Linked DNA regions of Mus musculus: all the other regions are linked to region 4. Evidence: chromatin contacts called from public Hi-C, HiChIP or PLAC-seq and capture Hi-C data. All regions are on one chromosome and are shown on one strand. The core of a region is the stretch at or near the end of the contact, and the rest is flanking DNA. Distances in the headings are between cores, read along the strand shown.

Region 1 (2,766 bases), core at 79-2,578, 420 kb after region 4:
TGAGCATCTTGACTAGAGATGGTTAGGACCACTATTGTCCATTGCTTCCTTTGGTCTCTTCTGCTGCTGGTTTGAATAGTTTGCAGATTTATAATTTTGATAGTTTTCTGGATTTTCAGTCTCTGTGTATGCAAATAAGAAGTGAGAGAACAGAACTTACATTTCCTTCATAGCCAAGGCCAAGGAGCAGGGTTTGGGGGGCTTGGGGGTTCAAGTTTTTGACCCACCACTCAACTAAGTATCATCTTAAACAAATTATGTGATCATCCCAAGGCTCCATTTCTCCTCTGGACAAGGTACGAGTCTCAGAATTTGTGTGAGTGTTAAGTGAGAAGTGTGCGAAGGCTCAGTCCAACTCCCAAGGTGTGGTGCTTGGTAAACATTAGAGATCATATTTAACACATTGGCATGCTCCCCCCTTAACGCTAACTACAGCCTGCACTTCAATTATACACAGCATGAGGCCCAGTGAGAATCACACTCCATGCTGACCACATTCCCTTGGTGTACCGAGTCTTCAGCGTGTGTCTATTGCTTATCATGAAGGTTAAGACTTGCTTACTGGTGATGTTAAACTAGGTTTTATGTCTGTTCACACTCAGGGAAAATTTTTTTACATTGATGCCAAAACCCTTTCTCTTTATAGTAGAAGTTTGATGTTGTGCCTTAATTTAATTTGAGAAGTACTTTGTATGCTGTTTACCTAGTATGTACGTGTAGAAACTTGACAGTTCTAGTTCTCAGAGCATCTGTATCATCCCAGTAGTCAGTTCTCTTACCCACAACATTCAGGTAGGACCTGTGTGTCTCCATTTTGCCTTGAAGAGGCGCTTATCATTGAACTGGTCCAGAGACAGAAAATGTTTAGAAAACATCTGAGAATGTGGGATTCAGGCTCAGGAACATAAGGAAATAGGAAAGATGCTCTCTTCACTTGAGAAGCATACCATCCAGATGTTTCTTAGGAAGGCCAGTAGGGCCTCTGGGAGAAGAGAAGCAAGGGAATAGCACATGGAATAAGAGGGCGAAGACTAGCAGTGCCTTTACCTGGTCTATTTTTAGAACCTTTTCAAGAGAGAAAAATACACCTTAATAGAAATTAATGCTTACTTTTTTCAAAAGGAAAAAAAATATTCTGGAGATCATAAAATTGACCCAGAAACTGACCCAAGGATCAGGTGCCGACTTTAGAGGGTCACTAGAAAGTCACTAACAGTCCCAGCTGTTTCCTTGGCTGCTGATAGTCTTTATTTGGCAATGGGGTGTGTGCAGGATGTTAAGTTAAAAATATACATTTCCACTTCGCCTCCTTCCAGGGGCATTTACTTTTATTAAAAAGAGCTTGCGGCACACAGGAAAGTGATGTCATTTCGTTTGTTAGTCACACATTTGAAGAGTCTAGATCAACAAGAAGGGAGTTTTTGTCTTGCCTGTTTTGTAGCCATCTCATAACATAAGTGATGATTTGAGGACCTAGCAGGAGATACTAACTCAAAATAAATTTGGATCTCATCAGACCAACGGAAACTGTTTCCTTTCAAGGATTCTAAGCACCCATGTGCTGAAGAACCTGGAAATCTACTTGACAGAAAAGGTCTCCATTTCCATTTCTTTACTCTCCAGATGTATGCTTCCTTTTGAAAAACTTGTACCCATTGTAACAACACTTGCCTTGAAATATAACTTGAAATATAACTTCAATGTTTAGGAAGAGTTATCCAGTAGTCAGAATGCAGACAATTTTAAGGTTGAATGGGGGTCAGAGGGAACAAAACAACCTTGATATATAACTTTTTTTTTTTGAAGTCAGCTAAATGGAATTGGTAAATACAAGATCATTTATTTTCCCTTAAAAACTTTCAATAATAATATGCTTTTAAAAAACCATCAGAGCTTCCACACCACCCAGCTGTTGCACAAGAATATTCCATGTCTTACCAGTAGATATAGTTGACGTTTACTTCCACTCTACCTAAAATAGCAAGATGGAACAAGCCAAATGTCCGTCAACAGAGGAGTGGATACTGAAAGTGTGCTACACTTAACACAATGGAATATTATCCACTTGTGAAGAAAAATGAAGTTGTAGAATTTGCAGGAATATGGATGGACTTGTAACCCAGAAAGAAAATCACACGTTCTCTCTCATATGCAGATCCTAGCTCGTGATGAATACATATATATATGTGTGTGAACAGGTGAGCACATAGGCCTGTATGTTTGACCTCTGACCTGTAGCACTGGAGACAGGAGAGAACTGAGCAGACAGAGTCATTAATAGCCTGCCTGGGCTCAGATAGCAAGTCACTCACTGTCGCCAGCCGCCAGGCCCATGCGTACACGACAAAGCTTTCTCATTGGTGTGAGGAGCCCCGTGAGGAGAAGACATACACGAGCAGCTTTGTCCGGCAAGCGTGCATACGTTCGCTCTAGTTCTTGGCATTTATTCCATTTCAGGCCAAAGCAATATTTAATATTTAGCATCTAGAATGCAGTTTTTCTTTACTGTACATAAGTTCTATGTTATAAAGCAAGCTCTCTGAATGTAGGTGGGCATTCATTCTTCGGCTTTTCGATTTCTCTTAAATCTGACGGTTTGTGGGGTTTTTGTTTGTTTGTTTGTTTGTTTTCTTTTCCTAGACAGGGTTTCTCTGTATAGCCCTGGCTGTCCTGGAACTCACTTTGTAGACCAGGCTGGCCTCGAACTCAGAAATCTGCCCTCCTCTGCCTCCTGAGTGCTGGGTTTAAGTGCACACAACCTGCAGT
Region 2 (2,864 bases), core at 356-2,855, 470 kb after region 4:
TGTTTGAAATGTGAATGTTATTAAACCTATGTAAAAGTCAAGTTTAAAAAAAAAATAACTATTTTGAGAGTACAAAAAGGCCCTCAAGTGCTCAGTTAGCCTTTAAATGCTTTAATGAGTTCTTGCGTGGAAGCAGGACCATTCTTAAATTCTCCCTTTTAAATGAAGATATAGTGTGAAAATATCTTTGGAGAAGCAGGTTCTATAGGCACAGTTAGTTACTCCAGACTTTCTCTGGGAATGTTCCAGTGTGAGTGTGTGTGTGTGTGTGTGTGTGCACGTGCGCACATGTGTATGTGCATGTATATGTATGTGTGCATGTATATATATATGTGTGCATGTGTATGTGTGCGTGCATGCATGTGTGTGTGTGTGCATGTGTGTACATGTATGAGTCAGGGGTTAGTTCACCTGAGGTATCATTCCCCAAGCGTTGTCCACCTTCTGTTTTGAGACGGTCTCCTAATGAGACCTGGGCTTGCTGATTCGGTTAGAATGGTAACCTGTGAGCCTCTCCTGCCAGGGCTCCTCCTGCCTCTGCTTCGCCGTTGCTAAGATTACCAGCATGCACCTCTATTGTTGCGGATTATTTCCCAGAGAATACTGCTCTGACTTGAGTGTAAGACAATAGAACATCTTTATTAGCCAGCCATCGACTACACTGGGCGCTCGGGATGGCAGTATAGCCCTGAGCCTTCTTAGGGAGTGGTTTTAAGCACGAAAACCGTCTTCTGAGTTGATGGACTTCAGTTAACAAGAGCCGTTAGCCAGGAGAGGAACTACAGAAGCTAAAATGTAAGGTTAGTACAGTTTTGGACTTTCCCAGAACTATTATGGACTCTGATGATTGGGCCTTTGAGTTCTGGCAGGCGGGGCTGTCTACAGCTGATTTTTATAGCCTGAATGGCACTTCCATCCCGGAGTCATACAAAGGTCTCAGTGACTGCTATGAGCTGAGGCTCTGTTACCAGCTTTATGCGGTGCTTGGGGTCCAACTCAGCCCCTCCTGATTGCATGGAAGAACGTTACCAAAGGAGACAGCTCTAGGCTAGATGGACTTACAGCTTCTGTTTCTATTTGTGATCACAATTGCCATTATGGCCGGTCCAGCCTTTCTCCAGTTGCCCCTTTCCCTCATCATCTGTCCTGGTTTGCGATTCCAAGGAAGACTTCCTCTTCTCCCTTTTCTCTTGCCCACTTCTTCATTTAATACTCTCCGTGTAGGGAAACTCCTCTTTTTCTCTCTTCTGGGTCAGCCATCTTGACTTGCACAGGAAGAAAATTCCACAGCGGCGTTCTCTCCTCAGCTACTAACTCCAGCGCAAGGGAGCCTTCTGGAAAGGCAGCTTCTCTTTTTGCTGTGGCGGCTGAAGCCCGTTTCCTATTCTCTTTCTTCAGAGCAGCTTTCAAAACAGCTGGTTACCATCCTTTAGGTTAATCCTTCCTAGACAGTACTTCAAAATCATTATATCATTTTCCAGTCTTTTTTTGTCCAACATGAGTTATAGAACTCCCTTTAGCTTTTTCTCACAAGGCGTAGTATTCAGCCCTTTAATAAGCAGCGTGGTATAATTGAAAGAATATGGGCTTCAGAGTCAGACCTGAGTCTGAATCAGAGTCACATTACTCACTGGCTGCTTGACCCCAGTCAGAGCCCTTAACTTTCCTGAATGGCAGTTTCCTTGTCTGCTAGGTGGGGCTTGATGAGAACTATCTTACAGGGGCCTTGCCAGAAGTTCTGATGCATGTAGCATTCCTGGCTTGCTCTCAATATTGTGATAAATGTTGCTTCCCTTCCTTCCTCCTCCCCTCCTCCTCCTCCTCCCCTCCTCCTCCTCCTCCTCTCCTCCTCGTCCAGGTCAGTTTCCTACATTACAGGCATAGATCGGAATAAAGGGTTGAGACTTTCAAATAATTCTTTTTGCCTATCGCCTCTGAAACACCTCCTTAATTATTTCCCAGGTTTTTTTTTGTTGTTGTTAGTAGATATTTTGATGCTATTTCCATATCTATACACACACACACACACACACACACACACACACACACACACACACACACACATGCTCCTCCTAGAGATCGCCATTCAAGAAGAGCAGTATTCAAGGCAGTCCCTTAACTGGTGTTGACATCTTTAGATCATTCTCTTATCTCATGTTCACCTTGAGGAATTTCCAAAGTTAGTTCTTTATTTATGGTCTTTTTCAACATCAGGGACCCACTGGGTCTCATTTTAGGATAAGTTACTCGCTCTCAGTTGTACAGCCATCTTATGTGGCACTCTTTGGCAAAGCTGACAAAGGTGCCTACAGAGGCAGACATGGAGGTTTGCCTGGGAAGACAGCTTACAACACAGAGGCTGGGCAGGGTTTCAGGTGCTTTTATACCTGTAGTAACCACAGTCTTGGCTCTGGTGTGATTTAATTTCATAAATAAGATGCTCAAAATACATACACACGCTGCTCCTGCCTCTCCAGCGCCCCATGACACCAGCCTTTCCTCCTTTTCCTTCCCCTGTATCTGTTCGCTGCCATGCAACTTATAAATAGTACTTCCTCCTTTACTCAAGGTAGCTCCAATTCTGCCACACCTGGCTGTTTCTTTGTGAGCCTTTTAATTCCCGCTGTGAGCTGCATATTTTGAGGAGTTCCCCTCTCTTTGTGTTTACACTGTGCAACTGGAGATTCCATAAAACAGACTTTACTGAAGTGTGTTAACAGAGTCTTAACGAGTGGTGGATTGGCAAGAGCTTGTGTCAGTGTGGCTTATAGTCCCCCTCTGCCACATGAGTGAGTGAGTGTCTCAGCAGCCTGAGCTGAGGCACTAGGAGGGAGAAGAGCGGCTGGGTAACAGAACACACGGCA
Region 3 (3,010 bases), core at 94-2,593, 380 kb after region 4:
TTCCCTGCAGCTGAGACTACAGATGGTTGTGAGCTGTCCAACATGGATACTCCAGGCCTCTGGAAGAGCAGTAAGTGTTCTTAACCACTAACCCATTAATGAAATTTTACAATAGTATCCTTCAGAGTCTGACTCAGCATATTCTTTCCAAGAATCATACACGGTTGTAGCATGTTGTAGCGCATGCCAGTGCTTCGTGTCTTTTTCAGTGTTGAGTACTATCCCATATCGTGAATGGACAGATATTTTATTTTTCCAGTTACCGGATCGTGAACATTTTATGTTTGTGCTTTTTCCGTGTTTTAGCCAGTATGGTTGTGTGGATGTTTACATTTTGTTTATATACACATACATAAATGATATGTAATATGAATAGACATGCTGAGTGAAGAAACTCTAGTTGGTATGAGCATGACAAACATGGCTCTGGAAAGCCTTGCACTTCTTCTATTCCCTCTGCCTTGCTAAGAGCCATTAGATGACATTCCTAAAGCTAGCCACCAAGGGCTAGTCCCTTATTTGGCCACTTCCTCCCCCTGAGGCTGACCACCAAGGTCCAGTTATCAAAGCATTGAAGTCCAACCATCAAAAGCCCCCTTTTGGCCACTTTAATTATCGTGCCCAATTAAAATTAGTCAACTCATCCTAACATGTGATTTCCCCTTTCACCTTTATAAACCAACATTTGTCTATGGGTCATGGCTGTCTTCTCTCTATCCAGAGGCAGTCCTTTGTTATGTCCCACCCCCACCCTGGACTAATATACCATTACACTCCCCTTGCTCCCGTTCTCCCCTCTCCCTTGTTCCTTTCCCCATCTCTCTCTAACTCTTGCCTCTGTCTTTAATTCCCTGCTCTCTGTCCATTTGAGACAAATAAATCTTTATGCTGAGAACTGGACTTGGGGTTGTCTCGAGCTGACTCTGAGGTCCCTAAGGACGAGCCCTGTGGAAATTGTACTCTTAAGGTTCTCATGAGAGTTTGTTTCCTCAAGCAACTGTATCACATCTCAAGAAGCAACATGTCAATGCGCCAGTGGCCCTGTGCCCTCAGCAACACTTCCGCCGTATGCGTTTATGATCGGAGCGCAGCATCCTAGTGGGAGCGCAGCATCCTAGTGGGAGCGCAGCATCCTAGTGGGAGTGACATCACTTCCCTGTGCTCCGGAAGATGACTACCAGTACTGGAACCAATGGCCCTTCCCTCAAACAGCATTATAAGCAACCACAAAGCCCAGTGGCTTCGACCACTGGCACCCAGTCCTCACTCTGTAGGGCGAGGCATCCATTCTGATATTATTTCATGTGTCTTCATTGCAGGACTGAGACTGTTTCTGACGTGGTGGAGTGTCCACTCTCAGATGACAAGCAGGAACAGCCTGTGGCCTGGATCTGGCACATGACACTTCTGCTTTCCAACTGCTGTCCAAAAATTTCCTGTCACCAAACCCAACTTCAATACAGCCAGTATCGCAAAGCTTGGCTTCCAGAGTGAAAGAGCAAGAGAGTGTAATTTTACAGAGGAAGGGAGTGAATTATTGAAAACAACAGTCCAGTTTCCCTCCCCGCTCAGTTCTGTCTCAATGGCATCTTGCTTCCTATTTACTAACACGGTGAACTCATTATTGCACTCAAACTTCAGGGCATCTTAGATCTCAAACATTCCATCCCTTCCCCCAGTAGCATCTTCCTCAAGGTCTCCATTTGGGAGACTATATTAAAATCTGAAATTATTAGAAGCTGAAATGATTAAAAACGAGAGTGTTGGATTATACCAAAACTGTTCTTTTGTATCAAACATTGCTAGCCGCTACCCAGAATTTATCTGTTGACTTCTTTCTTTAAAAATCACTGAAGCACCTGTGGGACAAGCGTGAGACACAGGGTCCATACTCTCAAGGCCCCCAGAAAAGCTGAGTAGGCCTGGTGTCCACCTGTGACCCCAGCAAGCAGAAGTAGAGGCAGGGGTATTCCCAGAGCAAGCTGACTGGCTAAGCTCCACACCTCGAGAGACCCTCAGATAAAATGTGAAAGCCATTAAGGATGCTATCCAGCAGCAGTCTTAGGTTTCCACAGGCTTGTGCACATGAGTACCTGTACACACAAGTGTGCCCCAAGTATGTGAAGGAGCACATGTACATACACCCAGCTCACAGACATATATATACACATATATGTATATATATGCACATATACATACACACATATATGTGTGTGTGTATATATGTATACGTGTATACGTGTATATATGTATATGTGTATATATATGTATATATATATTCAAATGACAGATTCTCAATCAGGTGTGGTGGCACATGGCTCTAATCCCAATAAGGCTAAGGCAGGGGCATCATAAAATGTGAATTAGCCTGGGCTACAGAGAGAGTTGAAGATCTTTCTGACTTGCAGAGCAAGCAAGACCTTATCTCAATGAGCAAACAAATTCCAACTGAACTTATTCAGAGTAGTAAAACATTTTATATTTTATTTACTTTTTTATTTTATTTTTTATTTTTGCAGCCTCTCTCATCTGGAGCTGAGACTGACCTTGTGAAAATCTGCTGTGGATTTCTGGACCAGTCTGTTTTCCTTATTTTGCTCCTGTTTTGTCTAGCACGTGGCTGCTGAACTTGAGGTGGAGTGGCCATACTTTGAAGATGAGGTAACCATTCTAGGCGAGAGGAAGAGGCTGAGCACCCGCAGAGCGTGGAAAGAGAAAGGCAGGCAGAGACACCCGTGGACTGTAGTTTTGCTCCTGTTGTGAATTGTAACGTAAATATTTTTGGAGACAGAGGTTTGTTTGCCAAAGGGGTCACGAGCCACAGGTTGAGAACTGATTATTTAGTGGCCCGGACTGGTGGTCTCAGTTATCCAGGGTACCTTGACTGTGGCTGTCCTTGAGTTTGAGCAATAGAAGCATGACCTAAGAACTCTGACAAGAAAGGAGAGGAGATCAGGGTCCTTTTCTCACCTTGTCCCTTCTCTAGAGCCTCCTCTCGGACACTGGTCAC
Region 4 (3,070 bases), core at 25-2,524:
CCATAGGAGAGCCGGGGGCTCGTCAGGCGTTCTGTAGGGTCAGCGCTGGGAAAGCTATGCTGTGACCAGCAGATGGTGGGAAACAGTATCAGAGAGCATGGACTCGCAACGGAGGCTTGTTCTGGGGAAACCGTGAGCAGTGCATCCAGCAGGGCCATGGGACAGGATAGGATGTGGTGAGAAACACAGGAAGAAGGCATGGAGTTAGATGGATGGGGAGGAGGGGTCTGGGAGGACCTGGGAAGAGTTGAGCAGAGGTGAAACCAGGATCAGAATGTACTGATGGGAGATTTAGTTTTCGTAAATGTTTTCCGGCTCATGTAATACTAAGCAAATATCTGACAGCTAACTTTTTTTTAAAAAAACATATACCACATACTAGGAGAGGTCCCTTTAGCTAATTGCTCTTTTGAACTGCTATTTTAGAGTCGGAGAAGCAAAGGTAAGTAACTTGTCCAAGGTCATACAAGCAGTTACAGAGACAGACAGAGTTCCAGCCAGGCAGTCCGGCAACAAAGCTAGCACACATCCACGGTGACAGGCATCTTTCTGGGAATGGGTTGTGTATTTTACATCTGTCGTCAGGGTCCGTTTTCTATTGCAAGTGTAAAAATACACACTCCTCCCTCTCTTCCCTCAAAACCTCAGTCCCAAAATATTGTTTACCATGCTCCTGTTCCCGGACCGGACACATTAAAGGCGCATCTCGTGGGTGCTTCTGTTGGACGGAGCTAAGCAGGGCATGCAGACACAGGTGGGCAGAACTGCCTTTCAGTCCATGGCTCAGACACATATTCCCAGGGTGCTGGGCACTTCACAAGCATTCTGTAAACTTGCCCACCTTCTCTAACATACTTGTGAGCATTCACGTAATTAAGGCTGTATCAGTGCCCAGCCTATAACACGGGAGATTTGTGAGTGGCTCACACCATGACAGGTTGTGTTCCTTCGTTCTTCCACATCCGAAAAGCCAAGGTGTCTGTGTCAGTAACTCTATCCATTGCTGCACTGCTTGGTGTTAGTATAGCACTTCCAGGGTCGACTTTAAGCACCAAAAAGGAAACAAAGCAGTTTAAACGCCCCCAAACTGGGCAAGACCAATTTGCCACTAGATGGCGCTCTGGCTATTTGGGTAGGGGAAAAAAAAAAAAAAAGATCGAGTAAGGACTATTAAATCACAGCCACTTTGAGCCCCTGGTATTTGCAGTCCTAGGCTTTTAATTGTAGCCGGCATCTTTGTTCTTTGCCTGACCTGCGGAGTGACGTCACTGCCTTGCTTCCTGTGTGCTGGCTTTGACACAAGCCAGATGGCCACAGTGATCCGTAGGCGCCCAGGCCGCCTGGTACAGCGGTTGATGAAACGGAATAGGAAGGCATTTTATGGTCAGCTGCGGGAGCACTGAGAGGCCGCAGCTTTGCTAAGTAATTACATTTACCGCACATACTTTATCCCTCATGGGGAAGGGTCTCATGGAGGGGGAAAAAAAAACTTACATTTTTATTTACGGCGTTGTGAGGTATAGACCTTTGATCTTTTATTAGCCAGTAGTCTGCTACAAAGGCATGCAGTCTTTGCCTGCTCCGCAGTCACTCGTGAAAATGACATCTTTATTTATGTCTAACGGTTCTCAGGCTGCGCATTGTGATTCTTAGCCCCCACCCCCACCCCAACCCCTCCAGTTAGTAACACAAAAATGTTTTGCTTCTGTAGTGAGTTTAGTTTGGGAAAGTCAGAGTTCAGGCATGTTAATACAAGCAGATTTCGGTCAGATATACTCCAGAGCGACTTGGTCAAATAGATTACTGTTTATCACATGTTTGCTCTTCAAGGGGGTCAGGAGAGTCCAGGAAAAGACTTTTATTTCAGGGTAGGGAATGGAGGGGGTGGCGGCGAGGAAATGATCAAGACATTAGTTTCATTCCATCTTTGGACATTAGGCAGTTGAAGTTACTTAACACGGCGTTTTTAAATAAAACACGAGAGATTGATAATCACCCAGTATTCTTCAATCTCATTTGAACTTAGTCCACACCAATCACGGCCCTGCGTGAGATCTTTACGCACCAATCATGGCCCTGCGTGAGATGTTTACGCACCAATCACAGCCCTGTGTGGCATGCTTATGAAAACCCCACAAGCTGGACTTTTGTCTTAATATCGTATAGGTTGGGGATTCTTCTACGTGATTCATTTCTCAAGACTTCAGTAAAATATTTTCTACCCCTTTCAATGTTGGGTCATGAGTTCTACTCCCAGAATTTTATTTAGAGGTTAAAAATCATAGAATTAAACGAAAGGGCACCTTCCCTATGCCTTCTTCAAAGTTAACGGATTGTGGAGCAAAGTCTCATAGTCGTCCTTCATCTTTTGTTTTTTTGTTTTTTTTTTTTTTCCCTTGTCTTAAAGGGCAAGTCTCTACGTAAGGACACATTTTGGCTCTGCTGTTAAATGAGCGTTTCCCACACCACGTTTGCTCTGTGTCCTTGGATCTTCGAGCCTCGATTGCACTCACATATGTACTGGGGATAAAGCCAGCCTCCTCAGCGAGTGCAGGAATTCACAGTGGCAGGGAGAGTCAGCTGTCCATCCGAAACCGCCGCACTATGGTTTATTAGCACTGTGCGTGCGCTTAGCCCTAGGTCAACCCAAGCCATCAGTTGTTCCATGAGTGTGCCTACCGTTCCTGAGGTTTTAATTCGTTGTTTTTGTTTCCTCTTTCCTACTCAGCTTCTGCCGCTGCCTTTGCCTCTGCTGGAGATACCACAGCTATGTCTGCCTTCAACCTGCTGCACTTGGTGACGAAGAGCCAGCCCGTGGCCCCGAGAGCCTGCGGGCTCCCCTCAGGTTGCCAATTGTTGTTCTGTGGTAGGGCACCGGGCAGAGTGGGTATTTCTGCTGCAGGAAATGGTACACCAGCATGCTTTACTAAACTTGATCTCTTTTATTTGGACCCTAATTTAAAGATGGAGATTGGTTACAAACCCTCACCGTCCTCTGAGTGACACCCATTTCCATGGTCCTTTCAATATTGGAGGTCCCTCGCCCAGCACTCACTTGTCACCAGTGTTT
Region 5 (2,921 bases), core at 55-2,554, 510 kb after region 4:
AATCTATTAAAGTATGAAGGCTGTTGTAAGCTGGCCATTCTTAAAGGGGCTTCATTGGCTGCTGGAGTAAATGTTTACCCCTCTCCCAGATCTGTTTCACATGCCGTCTTTGGAGCCAGCCGGCAGCGTTTGATAAAAATCATCCTCCCACTAACGACACTCTTTATCGGAAATGTTTATTAGCTCCGCTTTACCGCCCATGTCCTGAAAGGTATTGCAGGTTTGTTAAATAAGCAGAAGTTAAAAAGAACTTTGTAGCTCACACCAGCTTGCAGGAACCCCAACAAATTCCAGAGCCATAAGGAATGAGGGGAAAGGGGGGCTGGGGTGGAGTTAGATTTATATGGGCGAGAGGCCCTGAGAAAACATATATATTAGGTTTTCTCTGCTTGGCTGGCCCACCGTTAAATGTTTGCCTGATGTTGACGGATTTAGTATTGAGATTGAACAGTTATGTCAAACTTAGCCCATTGCCTCAAAATGTGTTTTAATAAATGTAAAAATAAGGAAACTGCTCTCAGGAGCAATGTACTTGCAGGATGGGTCTGCTGTCGCTCTCCCACAGCCTTGGCTGAGGAGTTGTATACCAGCCCTGTTTGACCCAAACCTGCCCCTACTTGCCTTATATATAAGGGGTATATTGTTTGTCTGTACACTAAGGAACCCATCTAAAAAAACACACACACATCTAGCAAACGCCCAAACAGCATCAACTAGCAAAAGTTCAAATAGCATCAGCTACCATTACCAACATTTGGTGGGTGGGTTGACTTTCAAGAGCAGCTTTTTAAACCCGATGACTGTGGCACACCATGGGGAGAAACCAACTCTTTCTTGGTGAGTGAAGTCTCCAGAGACCCCACAGGCTACTTCTGACGGTAAACAATTGAATTTGCTGACCAGCAGCCATGGTGCCTTAAGTCAACAGTGACAAAAAACAGCCCAGGAAAAAAGACAACCCCTTGATTCCTCAATGACACGGGTTGAGTGCCTGGGAATAGAGGTCAGGCAGTGTCCCCCACCATGTTCCGCTTAAGCAAGCTCAGCGTGGTGCAGGCGACTCCTGGTTACAGGAGTGGTACTCTGGGCAAGCATTGTTCCCCAAACAAGGCCTAACCCACCTGCCTTCCGTGTGTTGCAGGAGACTGAAGAGACATCCTCGCAAGAGTCCGCAGAGGAGGATTAGGGGGCGCCGACATTCAATTTCTACCTCAGCATCAGTTGGATCTTTTGAAGGGAGAAGACACTGCAGTGACCAGTTATTCTTAACTGCCACGGTCTTTCTACTTCCTGCGGGGTGGGGCGGGGGCGGGGCTGGGCGAGGGGCGGGGCCGGGGTGGGCGAAATCGCATAACCTTGAGAAGGACTATATTAATCACTTTGTAATCCCTTCACAGTCCCAGGTTTAGTGAAAAACTGCTGTAAACACGGGGGACACAGTTTAACAATGCAACTTTTAATGACTGTTTTCTTTTTCCTTAACTTACTAATAGTTTGTGGATCTGATAAGCAAGGGTGTGTGGTTGAAGAAAACCTCTGTGGTGGGCTTAATCAGTCACTACATGCAAACCCTAAACCGGCACCCTGGTGACCGGGGGCATTCGTATAAGAAAAGCATTGTGTGTGACTCTGTGTCCACTCAGATGCCACCCCCACCATGATCATAGAAAATCTGCTTAGGACACCAAAGATGAGAACTAGACACTACTCTCCTTTCTTTGTGTATAATCTTGTAGACACTTACTTGATTTTTTTTTCTTTTTTTACTTTTCAATTCTGAATGAGACAAAATGCTGGTGTATCTTTTCATACAGCTAGCAAACCAGAATAGGTTATGCTCGTTTTTTGCTTTGTTTTGTTTTTCAAAAAGGGAAGTAAACGAGAACCGTTGACTCCTCCATTTATGGACTCATACACAGCAGCAGGAGTGATAAGCCCACAAGCTCTCTTTCCCGCCTCGGGAAATCTACACAGCCAAAAGCCACTTAGCCATAAATGACACTTGTCAGCCTTGAAGCATCGGAGATAACTAGCTGAGTAAAATGATCCTGTTTTGGAATTTAATGAAAAGGTTAACAGTACCCAATGAACCCACCCAAGTGATGACATGGGAGGAGCGAAACCGAAATCTCTTTTGCTATATAAAGGACACTATTTTTTAAAAAAAAATAATAAAAACAGCTCCCGCTCTCTGTCCTCTCTCCCTCCCTTCTCTCCCTCGCCTCTCTCTCCTCTCTATATTCCCTGTTCTTCATTGTGTACCAGTGTCCGTGAAAGACCGCAGTACCACTTACCTCAGATGAAGCCTGCGTGTTACATCCTGTAACACCTTTCATTTTGACATAAGATGGCTAGCCGAGGTGCATTATCTTGGTTCGGACTGCCATCTCTGCATTCACGCTGCACTTTTAGCCAGAGATGCAATAATCCCCACTCCTCAATACTACCTCTGAATGCTACAGTGAATTTACAGCCCTGCACTTGTTACACGCTGCTAGACACAAGCCCTGCAAGAGAAAGGAAAAAAAAAAGCCCACCAAAACCAAACCAAACCTTACTGGGTCGGCATCTCAGCCATCCCCAGTTCTCGACCATTCTTCTCTGTACTCTTACTCCGTCTCAGCAGGCTATGCATGTTTCTATGACTTTTTTTTTTTTTAATTAAAATGTTACAAATGCTTGTGGCAGCTTTCCTGCTAGATTGTTACATTAATTTGAAACAGTTTTGAGTCAAGTTGCTCCTAGGTTCTTAAGGAGAATTTTTTTTTCAGTGACACTACTTTGTATCACACACACACATCTGTAGTGTTCAAATATAAGTCTCCAAGTTTGTACCTCAAATGAATTATTGAAACAAATGGACTTCCTGATTTGCAAGGAACTACCTCCACACTTCCAAAGGAACGAACTTGCAGCCTATA
Region 6 (3,146 bases), core at 204-2,703, 320 kb after region 4:
AAGCCACGGGAGGATGCAGGCTCCCTGACTTGCCAGTCAGCACCTTCAGCTCTCTCCAGACCCAAAGTCTGGACTAGGTGAAACCAGCCAGCTCCATGCCTGGCTCAGGTCGAACCACAAAGTCACGCCTAACGTAGATTTGCCCATTGGCTGCAGGCCGGGCGCCCCTCAGTCTGAGGGGGGCGGAGTCTGGAGGGGGTGGAGTCTATCGGCAACTGGGCCACTGCTCCCACCCTTCTAGGGGACCCTTGTTTGGCGGTTTCTTTTTCCTCTTTGGGAAAAAGTTACCAACTTCATTGGCGTCGCTGCTCTGCAACTAGTCCCTCCAACCCCGCTCCCGGAGGCTGAGCTCAGATGCTCCGCAGACGCCGCCCAGCGGTCCAGGCCAGGGGCCCCGTGCCTCTGTCGGGGTCGCCTTTTCTCTGCTTGCACCCACGGCTACACCGATCTGCACAGCAGCATGGAGCCCGCACGCTGCCGGGTCCCCTCTCCTGACGTACACCTACCCCACCCCCTAACCAGTAGGACACTCTCCATCCTACTCCGGGTCCTCTTACGTACACCACCTTCACTCTCACCGAGGCTACCTAGAGTCACAGCCTCCTCCCTCCCGGTGGTGGCCGCCTTCTGTGCGTTCCCTAGGGTTCGTCATGCGCTAAATCTCCTGGCTCACATTTAGGGATCATATCCCCGCGCGCGCATTTTCCGAGATCACCCACGTGCTCTCATTCTCATTCTGCCCCAGCAACGGCCCGCATTGCGCGGTGGCCCCTCGAGCCGCGGATCGTGGGAACCAGGCTGGGCCCCTTCGTCCCTGTCCCTCCTAGGTCATCCATCTCCCACCCAGTCTGCTGCCGAGACTTCAAAGGCGCCCCTGCCGGCGCGGGCCCCCTGACCCCGTGCGCAGAGCAGACGGCTGGGGCGCTCGGCGCGGAGGGAGGCCAGTTGGCTCATCCAGACACGCTCGGTCCTGCAAGTGGCTGCGTGGGTACCGAAACGGCCTTGGGTCTAGCCGTACAATAGCCTCTGACAAGGCCGTACCACGCTCGGGCCACCTAGGGTTGTCCCCCACCCCCATTCCCAACCCTCCGCCAGCAAGGTCCTTGATTCGTTTCTTCCGGAAGGAAATCTGGATCAGGACTGACTCCTTTCCAAGCAGAATAAGAAAAATCGTTCCCAGCGCTTGCTCCCCCTCCTAAAAATAAAATAAAATCAAATCAAAATAAAAATAAATAAGAGTCTCCCCTGACACTTAAGCAGCACTTCCTTCTTTCTTCCCTCCGTCCCATTCGGACACCCCTAATTGACAGACTCTAATCCCCGGATCGGAACTACTTCTGCCGGGAAGATTTGGCCGGCTTTTCCTTTTCTCTCAGCATTCCTGAAAAGCCAATTCGTTCTGAGCTGCGTTGATGGAGGGCAGGGGGGAGGAGGGTTACTTCCAACTTCTGGCACCACCTGGGTGGTCGCCATAACCCAGCGGTTCCCTGTCAGCTGTGTATTCTCCTCCACTCTATAAAGGCGGCTTTGCGGGAATCGTTAAGGCTCTTCGCCATCGATCTGCGGGGTACATGTATTGATTTATACTTATAATCAACTACAGTGTGAGATTTCGGGGAGGGTGATGGTGTGTTCCCGGTGCATAACTAACTGTGGCTGTGTGTTTGGAGATGTTGAGTTCAAGCGAAACAGCTTTTTGCATGAGGCTCTCTAAACATTCTTTTTCACACACTTAAAAATATTAAGGCTGTGCTCCACAGTTCAGCATTTTGATTGGCTGTGGTTTTCTGTAGGTAAAACACTCCAAGAAAAGATGGGGGAGGGGGGGTTACGGGGAGGGGGCGTGTCTCAGCATAACTTCGAGTCCTTTAAAAGGAATAGGTTAAACTTAGTCGGCAGCACTAAGATACATATTATACATACAAGGGAGAACACAGAAGCCCTGAGACTGCCACTAAACAACTCAGGCTCACAGCTTTCTCCACCCTAACAATGTTTCCTCACTCTGAGGAATCATTGGTGATCTTCTGGTATGAAAGTCTGAGCTGTGAGCAAGAGAGCAAACTGGACAGGAATTGCTCAAAGGTGGAAGACATCAACTGCTCTGCCTTACACAGGATTTGTCGTCCAGTGGTGCCTGGGCCTTACGGTACCAATGTGGATGGGGGTACGCAGACCCTACCTGGAGGTAATTAGGTCTTTGGGACACCAGTCTCAAAACCTGCTAGGTTAAGGTGGTTCTTGTGGAACCCTGGTTAGTTCTGACGAGATGAGTTGTGGTCCTGATCTTGTCTAGCTTCCTATGTCATCATATAACTGCTCCCTCTCCCACGTGCGTTTCCTTTCAGCCGTCCATGAGGTGACGAGCTTAAGGCTCCTCAGAGCCCAAACCAAAGAAGTTGCCTGATCTTGGGATTTCAGTTTTCATAACTTTTAGTCAAATAACCCTTATTTCTCTATAAAATACCCAGCCTGGGGTATTTTGTTGTGTTGTTGTTGTTGCAGCAAAAGAGAAAAGACTAACTTAGGATCATCCCAGCTGGACATGGTGCTATGTGCCTTTCATCCCAGCCACTAGGAGCCAGAGTCAGGCAGATCATGAGTTTAAGGCTAGTTTGGGTTACATATTGAGTTCCAGAACAAAACTAGAGAGACCCTGTCTAAAACAAACAAACAAACAAACAAACAAACAAACAAACAAACAGAAAACCCAAAACAAAACAAAAAAACAAACAAAAAACCAAAATAAAACAGCAAAATAAGTTATTAGAATTATATCTCATTTAAAGTATGAACAGAAGTTATAAGTTTACATTTTTAGGAAAATTTAATTTTTAGCAGCAACACAGAACAGTGAAGAGCAGTTCATGACAGTATTCCTGAACAAAAAAGACCCCTGTAAGAGGTTGATAGTCAAGACCATTTATTTCATCTAGCAATGGATTTCTACGTATCTCTTCTGAGGCAATATTGGTCTTTATTTTGTCTCTGAGTAAGTACACAAGTCTCCAAGCGATGAGTTAGTACTCATATCCCATTCACTAATAGATAAATAACGCTGTAATAACAGCTCTTATAAGGTGGGCTCCTGACTTTCGTATGAAATTGTGCCCCTTGTTTTTGTTCCCAGAAGTAGAATTTGCTGA

The links. Hi-C and Micro-C count contacts between places; a contact is called where the count stands out from the background. HiChIP or PLAC-seq counts read pairs in DNA pulled down with a chosen protein or histone mark. Capture Hi-C pulls out chosen DNA fragments and counts their contacts.
Region 1: a Hi-C map of bone marrow-derived macrophages shows a contact between it and region 4, with 18 read pairs. The contact joins two enhancer-like sites. A contact is called at or near these places in 12 of 39 promoter capture datasets (the 3T3-L1 cell line, 3T3-L1-derived adipocytes, the HPC-7 cell line and 8 more), 1 of 15 datasets of contacts at CTCF or cohesin (the NIH/3T3 cell line), 5 of 484 Hi-C or Micro-C datasets (adipose-derived mesenchymal stem cells, bone marrow-derived macrophages, gonadal supporting cells and 2 more), 12 of 115 datasets of contacts at active chromatin or transcription factors (bone marrow-derived macrophages, cardiomyocytes, craniofacial prominence and 7 more) and 1 of 9 other capture datasets (embryonic stem cells).
Region 2: an H3K4me3 HiChIP or PLAC-seq map of craniofacial prominence shows a contact between it and region 4, with 6 times the contacts expected there. The contact joins two enhancer-like sites. A contact is called at or near these places in 2 of 15 datasets of contacts at CTCF or cohesin (the NIH/3T3 cell line and stem cell-derived epiblast-like cells), 2 of 484 Hi-C or Micro-C datasets (embryonic stem cells and uterus), 10 of 115 datasets of contacts at active chromatin or transcription factors (cardiomyocytes, craniofacial prominence, embryonic basal ganglia and 6 more) and 1 of 9 other capture datasets (embryonic stem cells).
Region 3: a contact with region 4 is called in a Hi-C map of bone marrow-derived macrophages, with 20 read pairs. The contact joins two enhancer-like sites. A contact is called at or near these places in 13 of 484 Hi-C or Micro-C datasets (the 3T3-L1 cell line, the AML12 cell line, bone marrow-derived macrophages and 6 more) and 10 of 115 datasets of contacts at active chromatin or transcription factors (bone marrow-derived macrophages, cardiomyocytes, craniofacial prominence and 6 more).
Region 5: an H3K4me3 HiChIP or PLAC-seq map of bone marrow-derived macrophages shows a contact between it and region 4, with 5 times the contacts expected there. The contact joins the promoter of 1700006J14Rik here to the enhancer-like site in region 4. A contact is called at or near these places in 2 of 15 datasets of contacts at CTCF or cohesin (the NIH/3T3 cell line and stem cell-derived epiblast-like cells), 6 of 484 Hi-C or Micro-C datasets (the C2C12 cell line, bone marrow-derived macrophages, cerebellar granule neurons and 2 more), 8 of 115 datasets of contacts at active chromatin or transcription factors (astrocytes, bone marrow-derived macrophages, craniofacial prominence and 4 more) and 1 of 9 other capture datasets (embryonic stem cells).
Region 6: a contact with region 4 is called in a capture Hi-C map of embryonic tail, with 5 times the contacts expected there. The contact joins two enhancer-like sites. A contact is called at or near these places in 15 of 484 Hi-C or Micro-C datasets (bone marrow-derived macrophages, embryonic cerebral cortex, embryonic fibroblasts and 6 more), 22 of 115 datasets of contacts at active chromatin or transcription factors (acute myeloid leukemia, bone marrow-derived macrophages, cardiomyocytes and 10 more) and 3 of 9 other capture datasets (embryonic stem cells, embryonic tail and embryonic trunk).

Annotation. Positions count from the first base shown.
Region 1 is chr10:120,455,758-120,458,523 of GRCm38.p6, reverse strand. All of the region lies in intron 3 of Hmga2 (high mobility group AT-hook 2), which reads left to right. It overlaps Gm51785 (a long non-coding RNA gene), which reads right to left. Exons shown (of 4, transcript XR_003948969.1): 1 at 1-2,766. Among named protein-coding and RNA genes, the nearest start is that of Gm51785, 6.1 kb to the right of the region's middle. Within about 2 kb of position 1,328, at least 3 of the 459 cell types and tissues checked have an H3K27ac peak or open chromatin away from gene starts, as enhancers often do. A contact at or near this core is called in bone marrow-derived macrophages, where this site is marked.
Region 2 is chr10:120,398,787-120,401,650 of GRCm38.p6, reverse strand. All of the region lies in intron 3 of Hmga2 (high mobility group AT-hook 2), which reads left to right. Among named protein-coding and RNA genes, the nearest start is that of 9230105E05Rik, 11 kb to the right of the region's middle. Within about 2 kb of position 1,605, at least 42 of the 459 cell types and tissues checked have an H3K27ac peak or open chromatin away from gene starts, as enhancers often do. A contact at or near this core is called in craniofacial prominence and embryonic limb bud, where this site is marked.
Region 3 is chr10:120,490,049-120,493,058 of GRCm38.p6, reverse strand. No RefSeq gene overlaps it. Among named protein-coding and RNA genes, the nearest start is that of Hmga2, 15 kb to the right of the region's middle. Within about 2 kb of position 1,343, at least 5 of the 459 cell types and tissues checked have an H3K27ac peak or open chromatin away from gene starts, as enhancers often do. A contact at or near this core is called in bone marrow-derived macrophages, where this site is marked.
Region 4 is chr10:120,870,810-120,873,879 of GRCm38.p6, reverse strand. It overlaps Msrb3 (methionine sulfoxide reductase B3), which reads left to right. Exons shown (of 7, transcript NM_177092.4): 2 at 2,729-2,845. The coding sequence starts at 2,770. Among named protein-coding and RNA genes, the nearest start is that of Gm15910, 15 kb to the right of the region's middle. Within about 2 kb of position 1,274, at least 93 of the 459 cell types and tissues checked have an H3K27ac peak or open chromatin away from gene starts, as enhancers often do. A contact at or near this core is called in bone marrow-derived macrophages, craniofacial prominence, embryonic heart and 3 more, where this site is marked.
Region 5 is chr10:120,362,517-120,365,437 of GRCm38.p6, reverse strand. 1700006J14Rik (a long non-coding RNA gene) reads right to left here and starts at 1,304. Exons shown (of 7, transcript XR_003948966.1): 1 at 1,122-1,304. Hmga2 (high mobility group AT-hook 2) reads left to right here. Exons shown (of 5, transcript NM_010441.3): 5 at 1,142-2,921. The coding sequence ends at 1,186. Gm40783 (a long non-coding RNA gene) reads right to left here and starts at 1,082. Exons shown (of 2, transcript XR_872121.2): 1 at 1-1,082.
Region 6 is chr10:120,550,343-120,553,488 of GRCm38.p6, reverse strand. No RefSeq gene overlaps it. Among named protein-coding and RNA genes, the nearest start is that of Gm34952, 23 kb to the right of the region's middle. RefSeq lists an enhancer at 1-1,531. Within about 2 kb of position 1,453, at least 93 of the 459 cell types and tissues checked have an H3K27ac peak or open chromatin away from gene starts, as enhancers often do. A contact at or near this core is called in bone marrow-derived macrophages, craniofacial prominence, embryonic heart and 3 more, where this site is marked.